3 separate regions of the Mus musculus genome follow, and regions 1 and 2 are each linked to region 3. Evidence: chromatin contacts called from public HiChIP or PLAC-seq data. All regions are on one chromosome and are shown on one strand. The core of a region is the stretch at or near the end of the contact, and the rest is flanking DNA. Distances in the headings are between cores, read along the strand shown. Region 1 holds the start of Gpr157 (G protein-coupled receptor 157). Region 2 overlaps Slc2a5 (solute carrier family 2 (facilitated glucose transporter), member 5). Region 3 has its middle 30 kb from the start of Gm42354.

What was found. HiChIP or PLAC-seq counts read pairs in DNA pulled down with a chosen protein or histone mark.
Region 1: a FOXA1 HiChIP or PLAC-seq map of pancreatic cancer cells shows a contact between it and region 3. The contact joins the promoter of Gpr157 here to the enhancer-like site in region 3. A contact is called at or near these places in 20 of 39 promoter capture datasets (the 3T3-L1 cell line, 3T3-L1-derived adipocytes, the C10 cell line and 13 more), 6 of 15 datasets of contacts at CTCF or cohesin (embryonic stem cells, large pre-B cells, pro-B cells and 1 more), 155 of 484 Hi-C or Micro-C datasets (the AML12 cell line, B cells, the Ba/F3 cell line and 78 more), 27 of 115 datasets of contacts at active chromatin or transcription factors (CD4 single positive thymocytes, Th17 cells, astrocytes and 14 more) and 4 of 9 other capture datasets (adipose tissue, embryonic tail, liver and 1 more).
Region 2: a contact with region 3 is called in a FOXA1 HiChIP or PLAC-seq map of pancreatic cancer cells. The contact joins two enhancer-like sites. A contact is called at or near these places in 1 of 39 promoter capture datasets (neutrophils), 1 of 115 datasets of contacts at active chromatin or transcription factors (pancreatic cancer cells) and 1 of 9 other capture datasets (liver).

The regions. Positions count from the first base shown.
Region 1 is chr4:150,084,522-150,088,895 of GRCm38.p6, reverse strand. It overlaps Gpr157 (G protein-coupled receptor 157), which reads right to left and starts at 1,393. Exons shown (of 4, transcript NM_177366.3): 1 at 760-1,393. The coding sequence starts at 1,142.
Region 2 is chr4:150,136,934-150,141,350 of GRCm38.p6, reverse strand. Slc2a5 (solute carrier family 2 (facilitated glucose transporter), member 5) reads right to left here. Exons shown (of 14, transcript NM_019741.3): 8 at 1,805-1,930; 9 at 1,533-1,720; 10 at 1,311-1,421; 11 at 491-592. Among named protein-coding and RNA genes, the nearest start is that of Slc2a7, 9.7 kb to the left of the region's middle. Within about 2 kb of position 3,135, at least 147 of the 459 cell types and tissues checked have an H3K27ac peak or open chromatin away from gene starts, as enhancers often do. A contact at or near this core is called in pancreatic cancer cells, where this site is marked.
Region 3 is chr4:149,818,834-149,823,049 of GRCm38.p6, reverse strand. No RefSeq gene overlaps it. Among named protein-coding and RNA genes, the nearest start is that of Gm42354, 30 kb to the right of the region's middle. Within about 2 kb of position 2,274, at least 109 of the 459 cell types and tissues checked have an H3K27ac peak or open chromatin away from gene starts, as enhancers often do. A contact at or near this core is called in the HL-1 cell line, adipose tissue, adipose-derived mesenchymal stem cells and 12 more, where this site is marked.

The DNA of each region.
Region 1 (4,374 bases), core at 144-2,643, 270 kb before region 3:
AATTCCCGGCACCCACATGATGGTTCACAACCATTTGTAACTCCAGTTCCAGGGGATCCGATACCCTCGTCTGACCTACGAGGGCGCCAAGTACACATACACGTGACACATACACATACATACATGCAGTCAGTTCACACACATAAAATAAAATGAATAAATCTTTTTTAAAAGCGTCTAAGAAAGTGCAGGTAATGGGGGCCTGAAGTTTATAAATGTCGTGAAAAGCTTAAAGAAGCATACCTCTGTGCATTTTACAGTTGGCACACTATCGTCTGAGAGTGGCTGGACGCACCACAACCACTGTGGTATAGAATTGGAAGCTGTGGGCTTTTAGGCCAGGGCAGCCACCTAACTCATCTTCTAGCCTGCAGACTGGAACTTCTCTCCATGGGCAGCAGAGACTGCCAGATCGCGGTGAAGTAGGAGGCAAAGGGCACAGACTGTCTCCAATTCCTTTCTAAATGGCAGACCTCTTCCTATGGGCAAGTTCTGCACCCACCCACACCTTGCTGGGAGATTCTGGCTGGGGCAGATACAGAGACCACCCTCTTCAGAGACGCTCAGACAGGTTTGGCTCCAACTTTTTGGGCAAGTTGGGCACCCTTCCATGGTTCGGGGATGCATGTGACTGCCAGTAGGACACACCACCTTGACACCTAGATAGGGAAAGCACGAATGCCACAGCACAGCACGCAAGGCCCGGGACCCATAAGCCTGGGTCTGGGGCCTGGAGGCAAAGCCGGGTCTCCTACTCACCTGATGAGGTGAAAAGCCCAGATTAGGTGGTCCGTGGAGGGCCCGCGCGTAGTTCGGACGATGCTGAGGTATAGGTAGAGGGCGATGGCCACCGTCCAGAAGAAGGAGCTGGTGTTGGCGAAAGTAGAGAGAGCGCCCTGAAGGACGCAATCCCACGAAGTGCCCGCAAAGTCCTGCAGCACTCCGTAGAAGTACGAGGCAGCCGAGAGCAGGTCCGCTAGCGACAGGAAGAGTAGCAGGCGCCGCGCCCGGCTACGCAGGTCAGGCCACAGGGCGTGCGTGGCCACCAGGAGGCCCGAGCCCAGAGCTGACAGCGCACACGACAGCAGCACCACCGCGCGCTCCCACGGCAGCAGCTCGGTGGGAGGCGCGGGTGAGGGCATGGTGGGTTGGGGACCAAGGGCAGACAGCCAGGGTGCACAGGCCTAAGGGTGCCGAGAGGTCGTGGCCAAGCCGAGCCCGCGGTCGCCTCTGTCTGGGCATTTGGCGCCCGGGCTCGCGTCCCCACGGGTCCCGCCTGCGTCCCAGCCCCGCCCAGTCTAACAACTACACAACAGCGGTCTCACCGCGGCGCCCTCCACTCCCTGTCCCTGAGCTCTACAATCCTACCCTGAGTCCTCCAGGTCCCTCCCTTGAGCACTCCACGCCCGCCCCTGAGCACTCTAATCTCGTCCCGAGTCCCCGCCCCTGCTGTCTCCAAGCTGGTAGCCCCTTCATGAGCTCTCCACACCCCGACTCTGTAACCCTGCGCGCTCTCCTCGCGTCCCGCCCCTGCACCCCGCCCCTGCGCAGTAACACATCCGAATCTGAAGCTCCAGCGCTCCGCCCCTGAGCTCTCCATGTCCCGCCCTGTAGCCCCAGAGCCCCGCCCAGCCTCCTTCAAGCTCCTCCCATGCCCCCCACTTGCGCATTGCTCCGCCCTGATGCTCTTTCAGCCTCAAGCTCAATCGCTTCTCCGCGTTTCCCCACGCCTCTGCGCCTCTACGCTTCCCTCTTACCTAGTACCTCCCAGTCCTGTCCCAATCGTTGCCTTCTGCCTCTCAGAGCCACTCTAGGAGGTTAGCAAATGGCCAGGACATCCTGTTCTGGGGGTTGGGGGGAGGCGGGGAGGGGAGAATGGCATTTTTAAGGCTAATGTTACTTTCCCCTGATCAGCCTGCTTACGTGTGTGTTGGGGAGGGGAGGGGTGGTTGCTGGAAACATTCTTTCCGATGGTGGCAAAAACAGGTCCAGAGCATGGCCTACATTCCTGAAGCTTGGGTACTCGAAATCTTCACAAGATCTGTGGTGGTGATTTGGGGAAGTTTCTAACTTTTGTTACAATGAAAGTATTGTGTTTTTGTGGGGCTGGGTGTACAACTCAGGACCTTACACATCCCAATGAAGTGCTCACCTACTGAAATATATATATACTTTTAGTTCCTTGTTTATTCTATATACCTTATTAGTGCTATTTTAAAAATACATTTTATCATTTTACGTGCGTGGATATTTTGTCTGCACGGATGTACCTGTACCATGTGTATGCAGTGCCCACAGAGGCTAGAAAAGTGCGTCAGACTCCCCACCCCCTGCACCATGTGGGGGCTGGATTCGAATCTGATCCTCTGGAAGAGCAGCAAGTGCTCTTAACCGCTGAGCCATCTCTCCAGCGCCAGGTGCGATGTTAAGGAATGAAACATTAGTGCCTATGAGATGGCCTTGAGTAATTGCCAGGGCAGAATAACACTGACAGTCTGAATTTGATTCTCAGGACGCACTTGGTGGGGTAAATTGTCATCTGACCTCCACATCTGACCTCCACACCTGTGGCTGGCGTACCCCCATACCCATAAATTTAAAAAAATGTAATTTTAAATATGTTACATGAAAAGAAAAAAGTAAGGAAGCATAGTTCCCAGTTTACAGAGGTTTTTTTTTTTTTTCTTGTTTGAACATTTTGTATTTCTTAGGGATGGAGATACTTGTGCAAGATCCAGCTTGCATATTCGATGGCCCACAACCACTTATGACTCCAGCTGCAGTGCATCCCATGGCCTGCTCTCTAAGGGCAAGGTACTCGCAAGCACATAAGTTAGTATGGGGGCACACACACACATAATTAATAATAATAATAATAATAATAATAATAAGGCCGGGAAGTAGTGGCGCACGCCTTTAATCCCAGCACTTGAGAGGCAGAGGCAGGTGGATTTCTGAGTTCAAGGCCAGCCTGGTCTACAAAGTGAGTTCCAGGACAGCCAGGGCTATACAGAGAAACCCTGTCTGGAAAAACCAAAAACAAACAAACAAACAAACAAATAAATAAATAATAATAATAAATTTTTAAAATGTATGTTTTATTGTCATCAACAATGGCCCTTTTAGCCCTACAAGTCACTGAGTTTTAGTACATTTATTAGTTTGTGCAACCACAGTAATGATTTAATCTATAGCATTTGCTCTCCCTCAAGTACTTGGGCTGGAAAGATGGGCCAGCAATGAAGAGCAGAGGGCTTAAGTTCAGGACCCACGAGGGCTAACAGTTGGTCACCTCTAGTTCCAGGGCATCGGACGCCCTCTGCTGTGCTCTCCTGGTACTACACACACAAGGCGCACAGGCATACATAAAATGCAAATAAGTAAATCTTGTTCTCTTTAAATGAGACAGAAAAGGAGTGGAACTAGATAGAAGGGGAGGTTGGCAGAACAGGGAGATGTGAGGGAGGGAAAACTGTGATCAGGATGTTGTGAATGAGAAAATCTATTTTCAATCAAAAGGGGAAAAAAAGAATTTCATATCAAATATTCAGAAATCCAAGAAATAATTCTATATTAATGTTGAAAACCACAAAATGGCCATTTAAAACCTGTGAAATTTCGATGTGAAATCTAAGTACAAATTAAATAGCTGCATAAACATATATTTTTTAAAAAGTGTTCACTAGCCGTTACTCCCAAATTCTCCCCCTAGCCTGGCAACCACTAATTTTCTTAATGTGACTATGGATGCCTACTCTGGATACTTCCTATAAATGGGATTATATGGTGCACTGATTTTAGTGTCTGGTTTCCTTCACTTGGCATATTTTCAAGATTCCCTCGCTGTAAAGTATCTTCGTTCCTCTTCTTCCTGGGAGCGATCGTATCCTATAGTGTGGATCCACCCATCAGCCGATGGAAACACCTTCTGGCTATAATGAATCATGCTGCTGTAAAAACTCAGGCAGAAATGCTACATGGACATGTTCTCAGCACTTCTCTTGGGCGAGTACCTGAGTGTGGAGTTGCTGGGTCATATGCTTGTCTCTGTGAGGAATGCATGGCCTCTGTCCAAAGTGTCTGCATGGTCTCCTTCTCTAGTGGCATAGGAGGGACAGTTCTGATTTCTCTCCACGTATTTTCTTTTTCTTTTTGGATGGGGTCTTATGTTGCTCTGGCTGGCCTTGAAGATGACATGACCTTGAGTTTCTTGTCCCTTTCTCAGGTTCTAAGGTTACAGATTTGCATCATCAAGTCCTTTCTTTCTTTCTTTTTTAAAAATCATATTTATTTATTTATTTATTTATTTATTTATTTATTGGCTTTTCGAGACAGGGTTTCTCTGTGTAGTCCTGGCTGTCCTGGAACTCGCTC
Region 2 (4,417 bases), core at 1,886-4,385, 320 kb before region 3:
TGGTGGCTCACAACCATCTGTAACAAGATCTGACTCCCTCTTCTGGTGTATCTGAAGACAGCTACAGTGTGCTTACATATAATAATAAATAAATTAAAAAAAAAAAAACTCTGTTAAAATTTTCTGTAAAAATAGTTTGAGGCCAGCCTGGTCTACATAGTGAGTTCCAGGGCAGCCAGGACTACATAGAGAGACCCTGTCTCAAAAAAAGAAAAAGTATCCCTCATTCCAGCTCAATCTCATAGTATTTCAATAAAGACAATCAACACAGAACAAAGCCCTTTGTTAGAGACAGGCATCAGAAACACACACAGCACAGGCCATAAACTGCAGACAGGTTGGGGGCACAGGTGAGATAAGGAGAACTCCAACGTGGCCTCACTCTTTGTTTAAAGAACCCCGAGAGGGTCTCTCTCCCGTCTCATTTCTTGATGTGATGCCACCTTCTCCGAGGTCCCTTTACATGGATCATCAGCACAGCGCTCCTTACCTGCAGCGCCAGTGCGGCCGTCAGCACTAAGCAGGCTATGAGGCAGGTGGAGAAGCCGACGAGGAGTAGGAATCGCCGTCCCCAAAGCTCTACCACAAAGATCTGGAGGTGTGGGAAGGAAGACTGTGAGCTTCTAGACCCCGTGCCCAGTGTTCTTGTGGGACAGAGTACCCCCGCCAGAGGCTGCTGTCTCAGGAATAGCCCTCACTCGCCCTCAACCAACTTTGGAGAGGCCAGGAGGAGTGTGTGCCCAGCCACCGGTGTGTAAATAATTGTATGCGAAAACACAGAGGCATGTGTCAGTGGCTGGTCCCTGGAGGTCTGGCTGGGTTCCTAGGCCCCAGCTGCCCACTCTTAAATGAGCCCTCACATCAAGAGCCACAGTCCTGTGGTTCGAAGCTTCTGGCCTCCTGCAAAGAAGCCAGGTACTGGAGTCAATGAGAGATTCTGTCCACATGGAGGCCTGACTGGCTCCTCTGCCCAGGGGCCAAATCTCACTAAACAGCGAGTCATGAGCTCCCGGCAGGGCCTGTGCAGAGACCCTGCACTTCTGCCACGCTGCCATGCTCAGCAGCCCCAGATAGAAGAGGTTAGGGCACACTGTGGGCTCCGTGTTAGGGGCCCATGGCTGCCCCCCCACACACACACACACTAGAGTCAGGGATATGCTTACAGCAGAGCTTTGAGGCTGGGGCGTCAGAGCCCAGGGGGCATGTTGCAGTCCAAAAGCCCAGCTCTGTCCAAGCTGGGAGCTTTCACACTCCTCAGATATCCCTCCACTCTTGGTGGCTTAAGGGACCGTCGCCTGGCAGACACCCACCGTGAGGATGGTCATGAACACATTGACGGCCCCAGTCCCGGCTGTCACATACTGGACGTCGTCGCTTTTCACGCCTGCGCTGAGGTAGATCTGATCGGCGTAGTAGTAGATCTGGAAGAGAAGCATGGGGGTTGGCAGAGGCCCTCGGGCATAGGATGGCCAGTGGCCCACCACACCCCAACCCCTCTTCGTCAGCACCCCAAGCTCACAGGATGCCCGTACCGCGTTCACTCCCGACAGCTGCTGGCCAGCCATGAGGACAATCATGGAGATGAGTTGCCAACGGAGAGACTGCATAGTGAACAACTTCCACACAGAGATGAAGCCCGCCGCCTTCTCAGCCTCATCCTCCTTCCGGATCTCCTCCATCTCTAGGTGCACGTCTTTCCAGCCTCGGAGGGTCTGGAGGGCTGAGCGAGACGAGCAGAGGGCATGAGCTCAGAGGCGAAGAGCTCCGGGGCCCTGGGTCAGGAGGGAACCGCCACAGACCTCACCTCTCTCAGCAGCTGCTTCATCTTTCTTCTGGATCAGCAGGTAGCGGGGGCTCTCGGGAAAGAACGGGAGGAGGAGGAGCTGAAGGCCTGCGGGGACTCCAGTTAGACCCAGGAGAACTGGCCAGCCTGCAAGCAAGGGCTTAAGGTCACAGAAGCACGGAAGAAGTAGAGACCTTTTTCTCCACTCTGAACGGTGGCAGGCACTCTGAGCCATCGCCCGGAGGGGGGGAATGAGGGCTCTGTGGGGACTAAGTGTGACTATTTCCGTGGACGTCTGGTGGCTATTTACACAGTAGCTGAGGCATGACTAACCATGGCACACCGAGGTGCTGGGCAAACAAGAACATCTGGTAGTGCCAAATGTGGGCACGGACATGGGCAAATGGCAGGTCTCCGTGTGCCATTATACAGACCCACGTTGTCCTTTAGAGACCAGCCGGCTGGAGCATGCTGAGACCGACCCTGTCATCCCACCCCAGGTATATATATGTCCAGAGACGCTTGTGTGGGTCACAAGGACACCTAAACTGGAGTGGTCCGAGCAGTGCTGATAAACTCAGAAACAAGAGCAACGGTAACGCAAACGTCCATTATATTCCACAGAGAGGACACAGTAGTCATCCCGTGACCCTAGGATGTAACTGAATACCGAGGCAATCAGCGATGGCTTGGACAGATCTGTCCAGCGTGATATGGAGTGTAAACACTCAATATCTAGTGAATGCCCTTACATCAGTTTCAAAAGCTGGTGAAAAATCCACCCTACCATCTCCAATGGTGATGAGCCTGAACCCAAAGCAAGACGATGACGGGGGTTCAGGTCAGCACAGGGATTGCCCTCGGGGAAGGGAGGGGCTGCTGAGGGGTTCACATGCAGCTCTCTCTTGACCTGGGGAGTGGTCTCGGAGCATCTGGTTTCTTTGTCTTTCTTCATGTTTACTGGGAATCAAGCGTGATGTGTTCACAATAAAAATAGCTATAGATCGAGCTGGGTGGATGGCTCAGAGGCTAAGGGCATTTGCTGCTCTTGCAGCGGCTATGAATCTGGATGCAGTTTCTAGCACTCGGACAGTGGCTCACGGCCACCTTCTAAGGGAATTTCATGGCCTCTTCCGGACTCGACAGGCACCAGGCATCCACGTGGTGCACAGACAGACAGACATGTAGGCAAAACGCCCATTTGCATAAAAAAATGGAATAAGTGCCTACCAAGACAAATGAGCAGTTCTGCCCCCTGCTTGAGTCATCTCTGGCTCTCTTGCCTTTTCTCCTGTGCTCAGGGCCAGTGACGTCATAGGCATGTGTGTGTGCCAGCCACCAACCAGCCAATCACAAAGGAGCTCACACCCTCTTAGGGGGTGGATCCAGTCCAGCCCCATTTTACACAGGCAGAGTCTGGGCCCCTTGCTGAGAGCATTTAGTCCTTTGGGAGCAAAACTGTATGCACACAGGCTGAATCGTGCTTGTGATTACATGGTTGACCTTGCCCATCCAATTTAAGGAGGTTATAATCACCTGACAGCTGTTGAATAAGATATAGGTCTCATGTAGTCCAGGCTGGCCCAGAGCTTGGTCTTCCTGTCTCGGTCTCCTGAGGGCTGGGATTTCTGATGTACGTACACCATGATGGCCAGAGTACATGCAGTTCGGGTTTTGAGTTTTTACATTTGTATTAATTTACCTATTTATTTTATGATATATGTGTGTGTAAAAGAGGGAGAAAGAAAAGAGAGAGGAGGGAGGGGAGAGAGAAAGGGAGGGAGGGAGAAAGAGAAAGAGAGGAAGAAAGAGAGAGGGAAGGAGATGGGGAGGGGGGAGGGGTGAGGGGGAGGGGGAGGGGGATGGGGAGGGAAAGGAGTACCACAGAGATCATGCACCGAGCAGAGACAACTTGTGACATCACTTTCCTCTCTACCGTGTGGGTCCTCAGATCATCCGATTTGGCAACAACATACTGAACCATCTTGGCTTTTTTTTTTTTTTTTTTTTTTTTTTAAGAAAATAGAATGTAACTCAGGCTGGCCTCAGACCTACTGTGTGTCTCAGGCTGACTCTACGTCCCTCAGTCTCTTTCCTTTACCTTCTGAGCCCCAGGATTACAGCCATGCACCACTATGTCCAACTTCCCTGGTCTTTTGTAGTTGATTCAGTAAAAAAGAGACAGGCCAGGGATACCCTCATTTAGCTGGAATCTTCCTCGAGATACACGTGAACCTCTGAACTTTCACTCCATCTCATAATCCACTCCTCCTGGCCAAAAAAAAAATGACCTAATTTCACCTAGAATATGAGTATCACCCAACGTCAAGTTTGGCTCCTGGATGAACCACCACTTTCTAGGCTGGAGCAATGTCCTTCCACCTCCTGCTGCCCCTTGATCAGAACTGGGCCCTAGATCATCGTGGGACCCTGTGCCTATCTCCCGTGCCCTGTCTGTGACAAGTACTGCTGTCTCCCATTCGAGTCACGGTCACCAGCCCCTGGGCCCCTCCGTCTAGCCCCCTACACTGTAGCTCTCCTCACCAAGGCACCAATGGTCACCAGACACTAACTCAGATCCCACTTCTCAACCCTGACCACTGTGCAGCCTTAATCGCGGGTGCCTTCTTCTTG
Region 3 (4,216 bases), core at 1,025-3,524:
ATTCCCAAAGCCATACACCCCAACACCATTTATCAGCTGAAGCAGATCCCCCACAGCCAGTGGCTCCATTTGTCCTCCAATCCCTGACCTGGAGGGAGTGAGCAGTGTGGCCGAAGCTGAGAAACACTGTTGGCTTCCACACACTTAGGACAGAGTGGATAATCCGATTCAAAACCAGGCTGTGGTGAGAAGTTAGGGTAATACTTCTTGCCCAGGGGCTCCGGCAACTCCCAAGGGTCGATCACACATTGACCCTCACAAAAATGTGCTGACTAAGCATAGGTTCTGCTGGGGAAATTCACACAATCGCCTAGAGCAGTACACTGAACAGTTTGTTCAGTTTTTGCTTGCATATTATTCTTGACAAAAAAAAAAAATTTTTTTCAAAAAGTCAACAAAGTTTAACCAGCACAGCAACAGTGAAAATGTTAACAATGAAAATGTTAATATTCTGCTGGTGTTCAGAGCATCGTGCCGAAGGACCACATGAAAAAAATAATAAAAAATAAAAAGCCAACCAGTTTCTCTGTCCGAGAAACCGAGGTTTGTTTTTTGGGTCACTGTTTTCCCAGGTGGTGTGGAGGGGGTAGGGCGTGACTCATTTTCTTGGCTCCACCCCTTTGCCCTCATCCCAACCATGTGGCTGGCTGGGGTCCAATGGCTGGGAGGTTTGGGCTGTTGCCTAGGAGATGCTTAAATATTGGCCTCGAGTTATGATGGTAAAATAAATGAGCAGGAGCTTGGGGAGCGCCAGCTCGCCTCGCCAGTGTTCCAGATCCTGGTCAAGGTCTGCGGACCAACTTGGCACAGCTGTAGTGAAGGCTGTAACCCTCTCCTTGGTGGATGGAGGGCAGGCTAGGGTTTCAAGATGCCTGGATGTTTGGGATTCCATGTTGGATGCTACATTTCCTGTCTTAGCGGGCTCTGCTAAAATTCTAGTTCAAGGTCGTAAGTAAAGACCACAAATCCACAGCCTGGGAAAAGTGTTCTCTCTCTCTTTCTCTCTCTCTCTCTCTCTCTCTCTCTCTCTCTCTCTCTCTCTCTCTCTCTCTCTCTCCCTCCCTCCCTCCCTCCCTCCCTCCCTCCCTCCCTCCCTTTCTAAGGAGAGGATATGCATTATGGCTGCCAGCAGACACCTTTACTCCCAGGTAAGAGTAACAAGGCCAGGCTCCCTGGGACCTCGCACGAGTCTCAGAAGCAGAGCACAGAGTGTGAATGAGGGTCCTGGGTCCCCACCTCAGCACTGCCAGCTGACACATCACACTCCAGGGCAGGAGCTGCAGAGACGGCTCAGCAGTGAGGAACACTTGCTGCTCTTGCAGAGGACCACAGTTTGGTTGCCAGGACCCAAGTCAAGTGGCTCACTACCACCTCTAACTCCGGTTCCAGGGGACATAACACCCTCTTCTGGCCTCTGTGGGCACTGGCGTTCGTGCACATACCCACACACATATACAACTTGAAAACAAATCAATCTTCAAAGAAAGAAAGCCAGGCGGTGTTGGCACACACCTTTAATCCTAGCACTTGGGAGGCTGAGGCAGCTGGATCTCTGAGTTTGAGGCTACAGAGCAAGTTTCAGAACAGCCAGGGCTCCATGGAGAAACACTGTCTCAAAAAACTATAAGCTAGAGAGAGAGAGAGAGAGAGAAAGAGAGAGAGAGAGAAGGAGGAAGGAAGGAAGGAAGGAAGGAAGGAAGGAAGGAAGGAAGGAAGAAAGAAAGAAAGAAAGAAAGAAAGAAAGAAAGAAAGAAAGAAAGAAAGAAAAACAGATTTTAAAACTCAAAAATCTAGAGACTGACTCCAGCCCCTCCTAGACCCAGGGCAGAGTGAGGATCCTGGCCCAGGGTTTACAGCAGACTCGGTCTCAAAATAAATTCTTAGTTTCAGACTGCTCCTATTCCAGGATGCCCTTTGGTTCAGAGATGTAGAGCCTCTGGGCCTCAGTTTCCCCATCTGTAAACCATCATTTTTTACAGGCAAGAGGCAGGAGGGACTGAGTCTTGCAAAGCTGATCCCAGAGTGCTTGCTCTTTGCAGCTGCAGCAGCTGCGTAGCTTGTATTCCAGAGTTTATGATCCCATTGCCCTCTGGGAAGTGGAAACCATTCACCTCGCCCCAAAAGCATCTAACGTCTTGGCCCAAATGTCTGCTTGTCCTGCTTGTTGGCCCGAGTGTGCAGGGGAGGGGTGGAGACAGCTCCCTCTGGGCAATGCTGAAGCACTGGGCGGTACTGGGAGGCTTGCTGAGTGTTTGACAACCAGCATGAGGTCACTGCCCGCCTCCCTCTGGGGTGTGATGTGTCAGCGATGGCCATTGGCCTACATGCCATGACTCAGGGTGGTAAGCATTCCTCCTGAAAGCCTCAACCCAACCCTGCTGCTGCCTTCCCCAGCTGCAGACTCTGCCCTCTCCCTCTGGCTCTGTCCTTCCAGGGCTCCAGCCAGGAATGCTAGGCAAAACACTATGTCAGCTTGAGTGACTACCCTTGGAGACCCAGGGTGTTCCTTGTGCTACCTGGGTCCCCTGCAGGGTCACAGGCTGTTCCCTGAAAGCTCACATAGATGCCTTGATGTTGCCCACAGTGTCCTCAGGAATGGTGGCACAGGCGATTCTGGATTTTAATGAGCATCTACTGCGTGCTCTAAGGCAAATGCTTGAGAGACAGCAATCTCCCTCTCAGGAATGCTGCCACCAATCACAAATTACCATAAACTGGGTGTCTGAAAACAACAGAAAAGTATCACTTCCCATCAAGCCAGAAGGAAAGAATCGAGGCATCAGCAGGTCTGTGTTCTTTGCGACACGCGACACTGCGGGGTTGGGAGGAAGCTATTCTGGCCTCTCCAGCCTGTGGAAGAACAATTTCCTCAGCTATATTCTCCAATCTCTGGTCTCAACTGGCCTCCTCTTCTCTCTTAGCCTCTGGGTCCAATCCTCTTCATAGGAAGACATCAGGGATGGGATGTAGAGGTCACGCAAATCCAAGATGACTGCATCCGAAGCTCTCTAGTCACATCTGCAAAAGCCCTACTCCTGAAACAGGTCATTGTCATAGACAATCTTGTGTCTTCCCTCAATATCAAAATGTATAAATAAACAAGCCAGCCACAATTTGCCAGGTGATCCCAGTCTCACTTGGTAGCTGGCTGGCAATCGCAGGTTGTCTGATTCTAATCGTAATTACTAAACTCTCAGACCACCTATCACAATATAGTCGGGATGTCTAAGAGAGGGTTAAAGAGGCAGCGTAGGTCAGACAGGCAGTGCTGAGTTGGAAGCAGAGCCAAATGCAAGCTGAACAGGTCTGGGGGCGGCGGGGGTGGGGGTGGGGGTGGGGGACAGGGGACGGTGGGATCTGCAGGGGACTGGAAGGCTCGGAGCCATCAAACACAGGGTCAGCTTGAAGAGGGCTGAGTGCTACAGGCAGGAAGCTGCATTTGAGCAGGAGACCAGGCTGCAGGCAGGAGGCCTTTGCTGCAGTAACTTTCATGGACCAGTGACTCTAGCACGCATGCACATTTGTCTCACCTCCCTCTCCCCCCCCCCAACCCCTTCTCTTATAATCCTGGCTGAGGGCTTCCATCTAGCAGGAGTGAAAAACACCTGTGGCTGTGGTTTCTAATCTGCTTAGGTGCAGCCTTGGGTGTTAGTATTTACTGGAATTACCAATCTGAGCTTCCTGGGGCTGGTGCCAGAAGCCGATGGCAGCTTACTGCTTTACAGTGCGGAGTAGGCCAGGCATGGTGGTGGTAGTGTATCCCTTTAACCCCAGCACTTGGGAGGCAGAGGCAGGTGGATTTCTCTAAGTTTGAGGCCAGCCTGGTCTACAAAGGCAGTTCTAGGACAGCCAGGGCTACACAGGGGAAACCTGTCTCAGAAAAGAAAGAAAGAGAGAGAGGGAGGGAGGGAGGGAGGGAGGGAGGGAAGTAGAGAGAGAGAGAGAGAGAGAGAGAGAGAGAGAGAGAGGTGGGGTAATTTCTTTCCTGGTACTTATACTGAAAATGTAGCTTAGACCAAGGATGATGCTTTAAAATTTAAGATTCATTTTACTTTTTTTTTTTTTGAGTTTTACGCTCAGGAATACTTTTGCTTGCATGCAATATCTGGGCACTATGTGCATGCCTGGTGCCTTTGAAGGCCAGAAGAGGGCACAAGATCCCCCTAGAAATAGAATTACAGATGGTTGTGAGACTTCATGTGGGTACAGAAAGTCA